Regions from separate parts of the Sus scrofa genome. Here region 2 is linked to region 1. A link is a contact called in public Hi-C data. All regions are on one chromosome and are shown on one strand. The core of a region is the stretch at or near the end of the contact, and the rest is flanking DNA. Distances in the headings are between cores, read along the strand shown. Region 1 holds the start of LOC100736603 (protein FAM127). Region 2 holds the start of ZNF449 (zinc finger protein 449).

What was found. A called contact is a pair of places that touch in the nucleus more often than the background predicts.
Region 2: a Hi-C map of skeletal muscle shows a contact between it and region 1, with 2.4 times the contacts expected there. The contact joins the promoter of ZNF449 here to the promoter of LOC100736603 in region 1. A contact is called at or near these places in 2 of 47 Hi-C or Micro-C datasets (liver and skeletal muscle).

The regions. Positions count from the first base shown.
Region 1 is chrX:110,790,499-110,797,895 of Sscrofa11.1, reverse strand. It overlaps LOC100736603 (protein FAM127), which reads right to left and starts at 4,698. Exons shown (of 1, transcript XM_021079959.1): 1 at 3,400-4,698. The coding sequence starts at 4,622. The coding sequence ends at 4,281.
Region 2 is chrX:110,923,999-110,931,395 of Sscrofa11.1, reverse strand. ZNF449 (zinc finger protein 449) reads right to left here and starts at 3,228. Exons shown (of 5, transcript XM_021080814.1): 1 at 3,133-3,228; 2 at 49-497. The coding sequence starts at 402.

The sequences.
Region 1 (7,397 bases), core at 3,449-5,948:
ATTGGTTAAGAGTACAGAGCTTCTGGAATCTTCAATGTGAGTCCCAGTTCTACCACTTCTCTTTTTGTTTTGCTTTTTAGGGCCAAACCTGTGGCATATGGAGGTTCCCAGGCCGGCCTACACCATAGCCACAGCAACACTTACTTCACGAGGGTGCTAAAGATCAAACAAGAACATTTGTGTAAGGTTCTGGAACATAGGGAGTGCTCAAAAACGTCAGCCACATTGTTATGCCATGGACTTTCACCTCTAATTCAAGGACATTTTTGTGTGTGGGGGGGAGCGCACCAGAGGCATATGGAAGTTCCCAGGCTAAGGGTCAAATCCTAGCTATAGCTGCCCACCTACACTACAGGCACAGAAATTCTGGATCTGAGCCGCGTCTGCGAACTACACCACAGCTCAAGGCAATGCTGGATCCCTGACCTACTGAGCGAGGCCAGGGATCGAACCTGCATCCTCATTGATACTAGTCAGATCCATTTCTGCTGCCCCACAATGGGAACACCCAAGGACATCTTTTAAATGCAATAAAGTGAGCCTTCTGAAAATTGCAAAAAATATTATAGACTTAAGGAATTCATTTGTAGAAATATAGTAAGAAGTGATGTTCTTCTGGACATAGGCCAGGGTTGTACATAAATTAACAAAATTATTACTGAATTCTTTTTCCCACAAGCTATAAAGGATTTTTTGAACTAACTCTGTCATTCTGCTGCTTTCCTGAATAATGCATTAAATAAAATTTTGACAGGTGTTCATCAACAAGCTGTGTGGGAATTATGGTTGTATCAATTTGAAAGTTGTGCTTTCAAACCACTTATTACACAAATTCTCTCTACCAGGATTGCTCCAGAACCTGAAAACTCAGGACGCGAAACCACTCGAGGACCACGTTGTCCCCTCTGTGTCTGTATTTTCTGTATGAACATTTTGTACACGTGTGTTACAAAATTGGTGTGATATTATCTTAACTTTTAGAGTTCAAATCAACATTGGCCCCAACCACCACCAAGGTTGATTGCATTTTCTCTCTCATGCCTCTGATATTTATATACATCTTCTCGTTTCAGTATTTATGTTTCTCCTTCCTTTGATAGTCACTTCTGAGGTGGGGCTTTATGGTGGGGGACAGAATAAATTGCTGAGAACGAAGTTAGGGAAACAAAGTATGAATGACAACTGTAATGATTGAGATGGCAAAGTAATTGCTATGAACTAAATCTTCGTATTCCTCCTCCCAAATCCATATGTTGAAGCTCTAATTCCCAATGTGATGGTGTTTGAACATTTGGGGAGGTTATTAGGTTTAGAAGAGGTCAAGAGGTTGGAGTGCCAAAATGAGAGTACGGTCCTTTTATTTTTTTATTTTTTATTTTGCCTTTTCTAGGGCCACTCCCGCGGCATGTGGAGGTTCCCAGGCTAGGGGGCTAACCGGAACTGTAGCTGCCGGCCTACGCCAGAGCCACAGCAACACGGGATCCGAGCCACGTCTGTGACCTACACCACAGCTCACGGCAACGCTGGATCCTTAACCCATGGAGCGAGGCCAGGGATCGAACCTGCAACCCCATGGTTCCCAGTTGGATTCGTTAACCATTGCGCCACGATGGGAACTCCCGAGAGTAGAGTCCCTTTAAAAAGAGATAGGAGTGCCCCCTCCTGCCCCCGACCGTGTAAGGTGTAAGGATAAAGGAAAAACCCAGCTCTCACAAGACACTGATGAACTAGCTCCTTGAATTTGGACATCCCAGCTTCTAGAACTCTGAGAAATAAATGTTTTGATGTTTAAGCCACCAAGTCTCTGCTATTTTATTATAGGGTTCAGAGCTGAGACGGTAATGAAAAATAACCTCCCTTTTCTATTTACAAATGCCATTTCTTCTTCAATCTTCCAAAAATGGTCCTGATTAACTCTTGCAAACTATTAACCCTGCCCTAGACATTTGTATCCCGAAAAAGGACTTGGCATGACACAACAAATGTAGACCAAAGAACAATCCCCAACAGAGCCATTCCGGCAGGAGGGAGTAAAATGCAGGGGCATTTTGGTTGAGGGAGGTGGGGGCGACCAGCACTGTTCAAAGGACGCCCAGTCGCCCGCCCCAGCCCATCCTGCCTACCTCGAGAGCCAGGAGGACGCAGGCCATAGGGAATGCGCTGGATCCACTGCAGAAAGTAAACTGCTTCCCAGCAGCTCCCAAACCGCTTGAGCAGAATCTGTGTTTAAACCAAACAGGGCATGTGCTTAGCACGATCAGCCTTCAACCCGTCCAGGAAGCCTTCCTGCCAGCACCTTGAATCGGAACCTCATCATGAGCCCGCTTTCAGTTATTTTAAGAACCTGTGAATCATAAAACTCCATTTCATTAAGCACTTCAAATTTTTCCTGACTCTAAGACTTTGACCTATCACATGCTATATTGCAAGTCAAGGGTGGTTTCAGTATTGGGAGGAACAAAAAAAGACACATAATGCAAGTAATGTATCTCCATCTCAATGCAGCCTTGTGAACTACAACATATGAAAGGCCCAAACATACTGGTTCAAACAAAGATAGAGGGGAAAAAGTGAAAAAAACACTGGTGTTATTTATTCCTCTTTCTTGTGTTCTGGAAAATCACCAAAATTTAGAAATGAGACAATACATGAGCTTGTATAGCCTTTGAAAATCACACCAGAGGATTGTCCATAAGCCCACCTGGGAATCATCTGATGCAGGGTATATGTGAATTCATTAAATAACAATTGGTAAAGGAACACAGGCTTTTTACAGTGCTATAAATGTAAGAGGTTAAACTGCAGATAAGAGAGATGACCTTTTTTGCGTATTAGGGAAATTTATACTTTTATTTTCCTACAGGTCATCAACCAGGTTTATGTATCAACAATATCATTTCTGTGTTTTTCCCCACCCCCACTACCTACACAGTGAAGGTACTATAAATATTTTTCAAAAGCACCTGTATCATTCCGCTGGCTCCCTGAATAATGGGATAAATAAAACTTTGACATTATTCACCATCTGTGTTGGATTAACAGTTTGGGACAATTTGGGTGCTTTCAAATGGATTTTTGGAAATGAGGAAAGCTTTTCAGAGAAGCCTCCTGGATGAACTTCTCAACATCACCTTGGCCAAAGTAAAGAGCCATTTCTTAAGATGCTTGGGATAAACCTAACTGGTTTAGAGGACCTATCATCTGGGATTGAATGGGTTGCCAGCGGGGTCTCCATGCCAGGAACACCTCAGGATTCTGACTTCGATATTTTATCGGCAAGAGTCAACAGAGCGGAGAGTGCCTCTAACATCACCCAGGGAAGGGCGAGGGACATCCATGACTTCCGGACTGCTTTTACATGAATGGGGAAGGAGAAGCACCATATTCATTGAGACTCAATTTTCTTTTTAAATAGTGTCTGACATTTATTGAAAATAAGAAAAGACTTTTTTCCAAGTAGTGTTGAGGAGCTGGGTGGATATCAGAGTTATATTGTTGAACAACAAACACATAACTAAGAAAATATTCCAAATTCAGAAGAGAACTGGATTCTGGGCGAAACTAACAGGTCCACAGGAGACAATGAGTGACTCGACGTGGCTGCCAGGAGCAGGAGCAAGAGCGGGAGCGGGAGCGGGAGCAGGAGATGTCTCTGGGAGTAGGGAGGGAGTGGGCCCCGCTGACGGTGAAAGGCTGGCCGGCCCCTCCGCGGCGGTGGAGAGCTGTTGCAATCATCGTCTCGGGGGGCAGTGAGCGGCTCAGGCACCCCACCCCCCCGGGGGGTGGTGGTGAGTCCAGATCCCCGAAGGCTGCAGGGCGTCGGCGGGAGCGATGCGGTGGACGGTGGGGGCACGGCAGCGGCAGCGCAGGTCTCTGGGCACCCGGATGCCGGCCTGGGAGTCCGGCCAGGCGCCGGCGGTCGGCGGGCGCCGGGCTGCAGGTGGTCCGTCCCGCGTGTAACAGGAGCCCGGCTTGCAGCTGGAGCGCAGGACCGGGTCCAAGGGTGCACGGGAGGGGCCGGGCCGGCCCGAGAGGGCGGCGGCCGGTCCGCACCAGGCCTGGAGGCGGCGGAGGCGGCGGGAACCTGGAGCGCTATTCCTGGAACAAAGGCAAGCACGACGCGGGAGGGGACACGAGCGCGCGGGGAGAGCGCGGCCACCCGAAGGTGAGGGACGGGGGAGGCGCGGCGGGAGGGCGCCCGCGGCGGTCTGCGCGGCTGGGCGACGGGCAGAGCGGACCCTCCCGCGGGCACCCGCCCCCGGGCCCGAGGGGCTCCCGGCCTAGAAGTCCTCGTCCTCCACCCATCCAAAGACCCGCTTCATCTCGGCCAGGAAGCCCCGGTAATCGTTGAGGAGGGGGCTCTGCTTCCTGATGTAGGGGATCACCCACTGCAGGGCCGGCCCGGTGAGGCGGGTGATGAGGAACGTCACCTTCAGGCTGTCGTTGGAGAACAGGGTCTCGTCCACGAGCATGTAGGCGCCCGTCTGCACGATAAACTCCGGGAGCCGGTCGGTGTCGCCGTCAAACGTCTCGGGGAAGGGGATCGGGTTCCTCCACCGACGCGTCTGGGGCCGGATGGGTAAGGCCAGGAGGGCCTTGATCAGCTGCACCCGGCCGTCCATCGCGCCTCGCTCGCCTGGCTGGGCTGCAGGGGCCTCTCGGCGAGGTGGGCGAGGAGGCGGGGCGGGAAGTGCGTGTGCGGGGAGGCGGGGCGGGCCCGCCGGAGCGGGCGGGGCCGTGGGCGGTGCTCGGCGCCGGCGGGCCCCGCCCACAGTGCCTGGCGTCACGTAGTGCGCAGGCACAAGATGGAGCCCGCGTAGGGCGGGCGGGGAGGGGTGTGGAGAGGCGCGTGGGGGCGGAGTTAGCGCTCGCCCGAGGAGGCGGGTTCAGAATATGAGGGGCGGGGCCAAGATTTCCTGCGGCGGGACACTGGCGAGGGGAGGGGGACCTCGGAGGAGCCTTAATCGCCAAGTGTAGAGTGTGGATCCCGCTGCATTTGGGGAGGGGATGACTAAGTACTCTGGAGTGTGGAGTAGGCCTGGCGCCCATCCTCCCTGTGGGCCACTCACTTACCCTTCAGAGTTCCCTGGAGGACCCTCCATCTCTGGACGTCCCTTAGGTGAGGTTCTGTGAACACATTTTCCTGCTTATTCATGCATCTCTCAGCCAGAGATTATTGGCACCCAGGCTGCAGATGTGGTTGCCTGCCACATTAATGTAAAAGCCCCAAATATTAGCTAACATAATTTAGAGCAGCATATTCAGAGAATGATGCACCAAGACCAGGGAATGTAAGGAAGTTTTAATGTTGGGAAATCTCTTAATTTGCTATATTGAAAGACTAGAGAATGATCAATATAGAAACTAAAAGACTAAAAGAGTAGATGGGTGCTTTCCAAATGTGTCTTTATGCATGTTCATATGTAAGAATGAAGGTAAGAAATAATTAAGTTTTAACAAATTGGAAAGGAGAAGGAAAAATTAGCCATTGCCTGTTACATCTGATTTTAATTGTGACAGTATAAAATTAATATAAATTTATCACCAGCTTTTATATATGCAGCAAATAACCAGTTAAGATACATAAAGGTGGAATTCCCGTCGTGGCACAGCAGAAACGAATCCAACTAGGCACCATGAGGTTTCGGGTTCAATGTCATGGCCTTGCTCAGTGGGTTGAGGATCTGGTGTTGCCGTGAGCTGTGGTGTAGGTTGCAGACGCGGCTCGGATCCTGTGTTGCTGTGGCTGTGGTGTAATCCGGCAGCTGTAGCTCGGATTAGACTCCTAGCCTGGGAACCTCCATATGAAGGGAGTGCAGCACTAAAGAGCAAATAATAATAATAATATTAATGGTAGGAGTTCCCATTCTGACTTAGTGGGTTAATTCTCTTGCCATGCCACAAGGTGGAGTGTAGTTTGCAGATGCAGCATGGATCAAGTGTTGCTGTGGCTGTGGCATAGGCTGGCAGCTGCAGCTCTGATTTGACCCCTGGCCAGGAAACCTCCACATGCTGCAGGTGTGGCTGCATAAAGAAAAATCTATATAATGGTAGAAGACCCTATCCGGAAAAACAATTCAAAGGAAATGATGCCTAGGAATGTATTTTTTAAACGGTAAACACCACATAATGTTTTCAGTGTAGCACTGGGAACTATATCTAGTCACTTATGATGGAGCATGATAACGTGAGAAAAAAGAATGTATATATGTATGTGTGACTGTGTCACCTTGCTGTACAGTAGAAAACTGACCGAACACTCTAAACCAGCTATAATGGAAAAAATCAAAATCATTATAGAAAGAGAAATGTTTTAATTGCTAAAGAGAGAGACAGAAGAATACTCAAATGAAATGATATCCCCAGATCTGGGATAAGTTTACTCAATATCATAAAATAGTTACATTTCCCTAAGTTAAATTTTACTTCCAGTACAGGACCAGCGATGGGGATCTTGTCATGAGGCAACATTGTGTTCAATCAAATTATATGCACTATTTTTTTCCTCCTACCAAACCACCAAGAGCATTATTATTTCTGTTTGGCCACCTCTGTGGCATGTGGAGGTTCCCGGGCCAGAATAAAACCTGCTCCACAGCAGTGACAACATTGGATCCTTAACCTGCTGAGCCCCCAGGGAACTCCAAGAGGATTTTCTTTTGATTAGGCCAGCAATTTTAAGATTCATATGGTAAAATAAACAGCAAAAATAGTATGAAGAAATTTGAAACATAAGGGTAGTGAGAGATGACTTGCTTCAATAGATATTCACAATATTTTATTATTTATTGGTTTACTTTTATTATCTTTTTCTCCTGACTCAAGTACCAGATGCTGGCAACCTCAAGTAGCCGTGATGTTAAGCAATTCCCTATGATTTTTCTTCAGTAAATGCCCTGGGGATAGGGCTTTGAAATAAACACTCTTCTGAGAATGGGACTCTGCCATTGTTACTCTCTAGTAACAATGCTTTAGGTTGGGACTTTTCCACCAGATCTGCTATATCCACATGTTTGTACAGAGATGTGTTTCCTTCACTATAAACTGCCTGCTTGGGACTTGCCCTCATCAGATCCCAGCCTCCTACCTTGTGGCCTTATCACCATCCTCTTTCCCAGAGCCTTGAGTGCAGACTCCAGATATCCAGGATAAGCATCCTTTCCTCTCCCCCAGGCTCCATGCAGCAAGCCTCAGCCACCCTTGGCCTTACAGGCTGGCAGACCATGACAAAGGAGTCCTGCCTCCTTCAACAGATGTGTTGAAGCAAAGGTCAGATACAGCCTAACAGTTAAATAGTAGACTGAAAGATATGTCTTAAGAAAATATCAGTTGTTCCCGTTGTGGCTTAGTGGTTAACGAACCTGACTAGCATCCATGAGGATGTGGGTTTGATCCCT
Region 2 (7,397 bases), core at 1,979-4,478, 130 kb before region 1:
CGCTACGTCTCTCGGTCTCATGACCAAAATCCCAAACTCTTTTCTCACCTGCTGCTCTGGTATTTCCAGTTCCCTCTGTAGGTCTTCTATCAGTGACACAACTCTTTCTCTGTTCTCTGGGCAATGTTCCCTCACCCAGGTCTCTATCTCAGTGGGCAGAATCGTTAGGAATTGCTCCAACACCAGCAGCTCCAAGATCTGTTCCTTAGAACGCATCTTTGGCTTCAGCCATTGACAGCAAAGCTCCCAGAGTTTGTTGAAAGCTTCATGAGGTCCAGCTGCTTCTTTGTACTGGAACTGCCGGAAGCGCTGGCGGAAGACCTCACAGTCAGTATCGTACTCTTGAAACACTGAGCCCTGATTCAAGGAGGCCTGGATTGCACAACCCAGGGCCACAGCCATCGCCCCCTTCCAGCAGTGGACAATGTCACGGGGTCCTGAAAAGGCAGATTGCAAGTTCTTTCTTTGTGTTATCGTCTGGGCGGAGCCACCTGCAGCTGAGGACAGGACAAGAGGGGAAACAGCAGTGGTTACCTGAGGGCACACTCCCCTCCCTCAACTCGCTCACTTTTCTCCAAAGCCCCAAAACAGCAGTTTATAATCTTTTTGGCGGCTTTCAGAATCTGGTGGAAGCCATGGCTTCACTTCAGGAGAATACGGTAGACATCCACTTCTGCACCCAACTTCCCAAACGTTTACAAAACGTCCAAGCCCATCCGTGGACCCTCCAGAACTGTGCTGTCCACCATGGGAGCCGCTAGGCTCTCGAGGACACAAGTCAAAATTTATTAAAACTAAAACCTCAGCGCCCGGCCACATTTCAAGTACTCAGCGGCCATCAGAACAGAGGCTTCTACTGGACAGCTCTGTTCCAGAATTTCGCCCCCCCCCCCCCCCCGACCAAGGCTAAACCCCCTTGCCTTAGATAAGCCCCTGCAGATGTGCTGGCTTTGAAACCCACTCTCAGCCTAATTCCAACGGTCCTGTGTTTCTGCATAGAGCTAGGCCACAAAAGAAATGGGGGCGCAATACTCACGATGGCAAAGAACCCTGAAAGTCCATCTACCTTTGAGTCGCCCCAGCCCCCTCCACCTTCAGCCAAGGGCATCCTAGCCGGAGCCACCCACGCCTTGCAAAGACAGCAAACCACCAACCCCTCTCAGTCCGCTCCCCTGGAGGTCACCGCCAGCTCAGCCAACACCACCGGGCCCCTCGCCCCGCAACAGCATTCTAAGTGACTTGCTCACGAGAAAACGACACGGCAACAGGGCAGGTCAGCGGGCGTTGGGTCTGCCCTAACACCCATGGACATTTATCACACGCGTCACGCTTTGTGCCAGGTACTGTCTGAGCCTCCCGCACGGGAGTTCCTTTCGCCCTCATCCATCGTCAGGAGGTGGGCTCTCAGACTGCGCCCGGAACACAGAGGAGGGCACCGAGCTGGGGCTTAGGAGGACTTGAATCACTTGTCCCAAGCCACAGAGCAAACGCCAGAGGGAGGTGGTCGGGAAGTTAGAATCGAGAGACTCCTGCACAGCTCAGGTCTCAAAACACCCACATGCCCTTAGCGCCATCTCCGAGGTCACACAGGCCATCCCATGCCTGTCCCCGCAGGTCTCAACGCTGGGCCCCGCCCAGTGCCAGGGCTCCTCTCTGTCCGCAGGGGCCCAGATGCCCTGTACCCGTCCTCTTCCTTGTAGTGGGACAACGGAAACATACCCAGCATCCCACCCGCCTCGCCCCAGTGGACACTGTCCCCATGGCACCCTTTATCCGGAGGGTAGCCTGGGCTTTGGCGGCAGACCACCTAGCGATCACCTGCTAGCTCTGGGCCCCTGGCACCCAGGGCTTCTGTCTGTAACCTGCCAACAATCCCAGCATCTCCTTCACAGAAGGACCTGCGGGCGAATCCCACTGCCTGGACAGGAACAGCAGGGTGCCTGGCACCGAGGAGGTGCTCAGGAAAGGTCGTTCCCTAGGGAGCTTCGATCCACCCCGCCCCGCCCCGCCCCACCAGCCCCCCACAGGCACCTAACCGTCGCTGGGGGGCGTGCAGGGACCACGCCGCTCGGGGCTCTGGACCCGCCTTTCCTGCGCTCCAGCCTCCCCGCGGGGCAGCCCTCCCTGGACGGTCCCCAGCCTGCCACCGCGTCGGCCAGGGAACTGACCCTCCGGGTTGCCCCCCTCCACGCCCCGCGGCCCTTCCGGAGGAAAGCTTCCCTCCACCCAGGGGCTCCTGGCTTCTCCGCAAACCCTCCCGAAATGACCCCGGGCCCACAGGGCCCGTGCAGGAAGAGCTGTGTCCGGAGAGGGCGAGGGGAAAGGCACGGGGGGCAAGTCCACAAGCCGGTGGGAAACCCGATGCCCGCGGCGCGGCCCCAGCGCGCTCCCCGGGGAGGAGGTCCCGCCGCCCAGGGGGGCGCTCCCGGCCCCGGAGCAGCCCGGGAAGGCCCGGCCGGGTGGCCGGGAGCGGCGGCGGGGACCCGGGCTGGCCAGGGGCCCGCCGCCCGGCGCTCCTCCCCGCGCCCTCGGCCGGATCGGGGCTGCAGGCGGCGGGTTCGCGCAGCCGGAGCGGGATGGGAGCCCCGCTCCCCGCGCCCGCGCCCCAGGGACGGCCACGCCCTCTGGCCGCTCCGGGACTCACCGCCTCAGCGCCCACGGCTCTCCCAGGCTCACCGGGGGCAGCTGCCCAGGGCGCAGGCGCGCGGCCGCGCTGAGGACTACAACTCCCGGCAAGCTCCACGTCACTCGCCCAGGGATCTCGGCCCCAAAGGCGCTGACGCGGGAGGGGCTGGGATTTTCCTTGGCCTCTGCCAGGCCGGAGGCCTCTTTGGAAGCGATCCCACTTCCGGTCTTAAGCGCCTTTAAATTCCAGGGGATTGGGTGGGTTGCGCCCCGGTTCTCGATCCTAGCGAGGGCTTCTCTCCCATCATCCCTGGAGTAACTGGAGCAGCGGGGAAACTCCTTAAATCTGTTACCACTGCATCAGTGATTGTCAAACTCCTCTCCGTAAGAAGAATTTCTTGCGAAAACCTTTTAAAAATTCAGATTTCTGGACATCCGTACGCATTGACTCTCGCATGAGCTCCAGGATTCGCACTTAATAAGCCTTCTTGGAATATTGACGCTCACCTTCAGCTCGCGGGTCACAGTGGCCTTGAATAGCTCATGCTTTTTTGAGTACCTCGTGTTTTCTTAAAGAGCCTACCTTCAATGAAGCGATCTCGTGCATTCCTCGCTCCTTTCGGCCGCCACCAGAGGGCGCTCGCGGCTTTGACGGTGCCCAAATGGCCCCGCCTCTTATAGTGGATTCCCCTCTGGTCTCGTCCCCGCAAATTTCGCTTCTGCGTGGTCCCTTTCCAACTCAGCCGTGAATTGTGACCAGGAGAGAGGCGATGGTGTCATTCGGGAGATGTAGTCCTCACATTGGTCCTGAGATAGTTTTGTTTTTCTGTTTTAGTCTTTGGACGCCAAACTTTAGTGTTGGTCCAAGAAAGAGCGGGAAGAGCTGCAGGCGATTGTGCCTCCCAGAGGCCCTAGTGGAAGCGAGATCAGGGGCAGGGGCCCCATAGTCCTGAATCCACAGAGGCCAAAGTCCTTGAAATAGCTCCGCTTGGGCTGGAGCTGGGCTCATGGACTGCGACATGGACCCACGGGCACCCTGACTCCTGCGGATTCTGTGTATTGTCTCATGGGGCGCCAGGCGCCTTTCACAGCTGTCATGGCTGGTTTCTGGGCCAAGGTGGTCGGCATTTGACCCTGGCTTCCAGGAGCAAAATGTAGTCCTCATTTTGAAACCAGAGTGGCTTCTGCGCCTGGAGCCAGCAGCTCCAAGCAAGGCCCAGCGTGGGGGCCTCTCATCTGCACTTCTGTGGCTTCTGCCGCTGGTCTCTGAGAAACCAAGGCAGGCAGCTTCTGGAGCTTTGCTGTGGGTGGGTGGGTGGCTTTGGCTTGTGAGATGCGCACCATGGAGCAGATCCTGGGGCTGCGGGTGTCGGGGTGCCTCCTGACCATTCTGTCCCAGGAGATCCACGGCAGGGTGCAGAAGCTGTACACACACATCTCACCAAGAGGCTGGGAGTCTTTTCAAGTACACGCAGAGAGAACTTGCCAGACTGAGGGAGACTGGGGGGCGGGGATCCGAGTAGACCTACATGGGCAAGTGACTTTGTAATTTAGTCTGGAATCTTCATCCTCCCGATTTCCCCCCAGGCGCACACAGAAGGTGAAGACTGCGGGTTTCCACAGGGAGGCAGCGCCACTGCTGCAAGAGTCAGTGTCAGCTCGGATCAAAGGGGCTGGAATCCTGGCTCTGTCCACTACCCCGTGACCTGGGGCAGGTCACTTTCCCCTTTGGGCTTCAACTTCCCCTTTGGTAAAATGGCTTCTGGGATTGTTTTGAGGATTAAAAGGAGGGCAGCGTGTACATTTTTTTAAAAAGACATGGGCACTAAGCATTGTATTATATTTTATTGTATTTTATTTTTGGCCACGTTCAAGGCACGCAGAAGTTCCCGGGTCAGGGATCAAACCTGCACCGCAGCAGTGATGCCAGAACCTTACCCACTAGGCCACCAAGGAACTCCCAGCATGTACCTTTTGATCACACTGCTGGCGTGTAGTGCCTACAACTCTGAGCTGGCCGCCCTGGGGCACAGGCTGGTGGTCCCAGCTCCTCCTCCACTGAGGTCGGAGGAGCGCTTGAGCCCAGGACGTCTGGGCTGTGGTGTGCTCTGCGGATCAGGCCCTGAGTTCAGCATCGACAGGGTACTTCCCAGAGGCCGGGGACCCCAGGTTGCCCTGCAAGGATGAGCCCGCCCAGGTCATTAGCCCTGCTAATCCGCGGCCATCCCGCCCCTGTGAAGGGCCACTGCCTTCCGGCCTGGGCGGCAGAGCACGACCTCCTCTCTGACAAACTAACAAAACTGTTCGCTGTTAATTAGGGTCAGCGGTCTGGTGCCCCCTGCAGAGCTGGGTCTCAGTTCCTGGTGAACTTAGAAACACTGCTTGGCCCTGAAGCTTGGCAGCCCCTGCCCTCAGCCCCCCCCACCCCCAAGGTCACTGTCTGGCAAGGAGGGAAGGGGGTCAGGAGACCTGCTGGGAAAAGGGGGGCTCTGGAGGAGGAGCCTTTGCCTCAGGAAACAGCATGAAGTCACTGAGTTTTAAGCTGGAGCCAAGGGACACTCAGGGAGGCCCTGGCCCTGGGCTGCATGAGCCACCGGGCCTCCGCCCCAGAGGAGCCCCCAGCTATAAGGGGACAGGGGAGGAAGTTGTCTGGGCAGCTGGGGGAGAAGGCTTTGCAGTGGCCTCAGTGACACCAGCAGGATGGAGCTGCTAACAAGAGAGAAATTCTTTCCTTTTTTTTTAGCCAAGCCAGTGGCATGTGGAAGTTACCAGGCCAGGGATCCAACCTGCCCTATAGCCGTAACCAGAGCCACTGCAGTGGCAAGGCCAGATCCTTAACCCGCTGAGTCCTGAAGGCAGTCCTGCATGCATTCCTTTATGCTTTAATACTCCTGTGAAAGAAACCAAAGTAAGGCTCAACTGGTTTTATATAAAAGTGAGATTAACGCTGGGGCAGTAAGGATGCTCAGTCCCTCGGACCAAGGTGGACGAAAGGAGACCTGTGAGATGAGGGAGGAGCAAGAGCCACACCTCCTCGTAGCAAAGGTGTGAAAGCGGCAGAGGCTACTGGGGGGGACATCAGCACTACATTTACATAACAATAAAAACAAAGCAGGATGCACCAGAGACAGGGCGGGGATGGTGGAAGGTCTTTTAAAAGGAAAAACAACAATAAAGCTGGGTTGGCGTTCCCGCTGTGGCACAGTGGGTTAAGAACCCAACTGCAGTAGCTCTGGTCCTTTCAGAAGTGCTGGTTCTATCCCTGGCCAGGGAACTTCCATATGCGGGTGTGCGGCCATTCAAACAAACAAATAATAATCACTGGATTGTTTGATTTTTTTTTCAGGAAATCCCTTTAGAGATCACGTTACTGAAAACTTTTACTGCAGTAATAATGGGACGTATGAGCCTGAGCCTCATAGTTAGAAACGTGAGGTTTTAGATTGAGCAGCCTTATTTTTTTTATTTTTTACTTTTTTTTTTTTTTGGCTGCCCCTGCAGCCTGCAGTTCATGGGCCAGGGATCAAACCCACACCACAGCAGTGACATTGCAGAATCCTCTGCGCCACCAGAGAACTCCTGAGCAACTTTTTAAAGAGTTTAGAAAGATTACTGTTGAGGAGTTCCCGTCGTGGCGCAGTGGTTAACGAATCCGACTAGGAACCATGAGGTTGCGGGTTCGGTCCCTGCCCTTGCTCAGTGGGTTAACGATCCGGCGTTGCCGTGAGCTGTGGTGTAGGTTGCAGATGAGGCTCGGATCCCAAGTTGCCGTGGCTCTGGCGTAGGCCAGTGGCTACAGCTCCGATTGGACCCCTAGCCTGGGAACCTCCATATGCCACAGAAGCGGCCCAGGAAATAGCTAAAAAGACAAAAAAAAAAAAAAGAAAGATTACTGTTGAATCACTTCATCAGTCTATACACCTTTAGAATATGCAAAATCACCACTGCTGCTTTAAGAGTTGTAGCTCAGTACTTCACAAAGAGTTGAAACAACTAAGTCTTTTTTTTTTCTTTTTTCTTTTTTTTTCTTTTCACAGCCCCACCTGTAGTATACAAAAGTTCCCAAGCTAGGGGATTGGCCTACACCACAGCCACCGATACTCAGGATCTGAGCCACATCTTCGACCTGTGAAACAGCCTGTGGCAACACCAGATCCTCAACCCACTGAGTGAGGCCAGGAATCAAACTGGGATCCTCATGAATATTAGTTGGGTTCTTAACCCACTGAGCCACAACAGGAACTCCTGAAATAACTAAGTCTGAATATGTGTTATAGGAAAACCTACTGGCAAAGTTATTAGCAGTAGAAGAATTCCTAACTTTTCTTTGGATAGCAGGAGCTCAAGAATAGCAAGAATGGTTGAAGCAGAAAATACATTTATTTTGAAATATTTTGTAGACTTCAGTCTAGCTTGCAGCACTCTTTTTTTTTTTTTTTTTTTTTTTTTTGTCTTTTTACGGCCGCACCCTTGGCATATGGAGGTTCCCAGACTAGGGGTCCAATCGGAGCTGTAGCTGCCGGCCTACACCACAGCCACAGCAACGCCAGATCTGAGCCTCGTCTGCAACCTACACCACAGCTCACAGCGATGCCGGATCCTCAACCCACTGAGCAGAGCCGGGGATCGAACCCAAAACCTCATGGTTCCTAGTTGGATTCGTTTCCGCTGTGCCACGACAGGAACTCTTCATTTCCATTTTTAAAAGGGAGCCTTATTCCCTCTGATAATATTTCTTACTAAGAGTGGATTATGTGAATTTCCTCCACTAG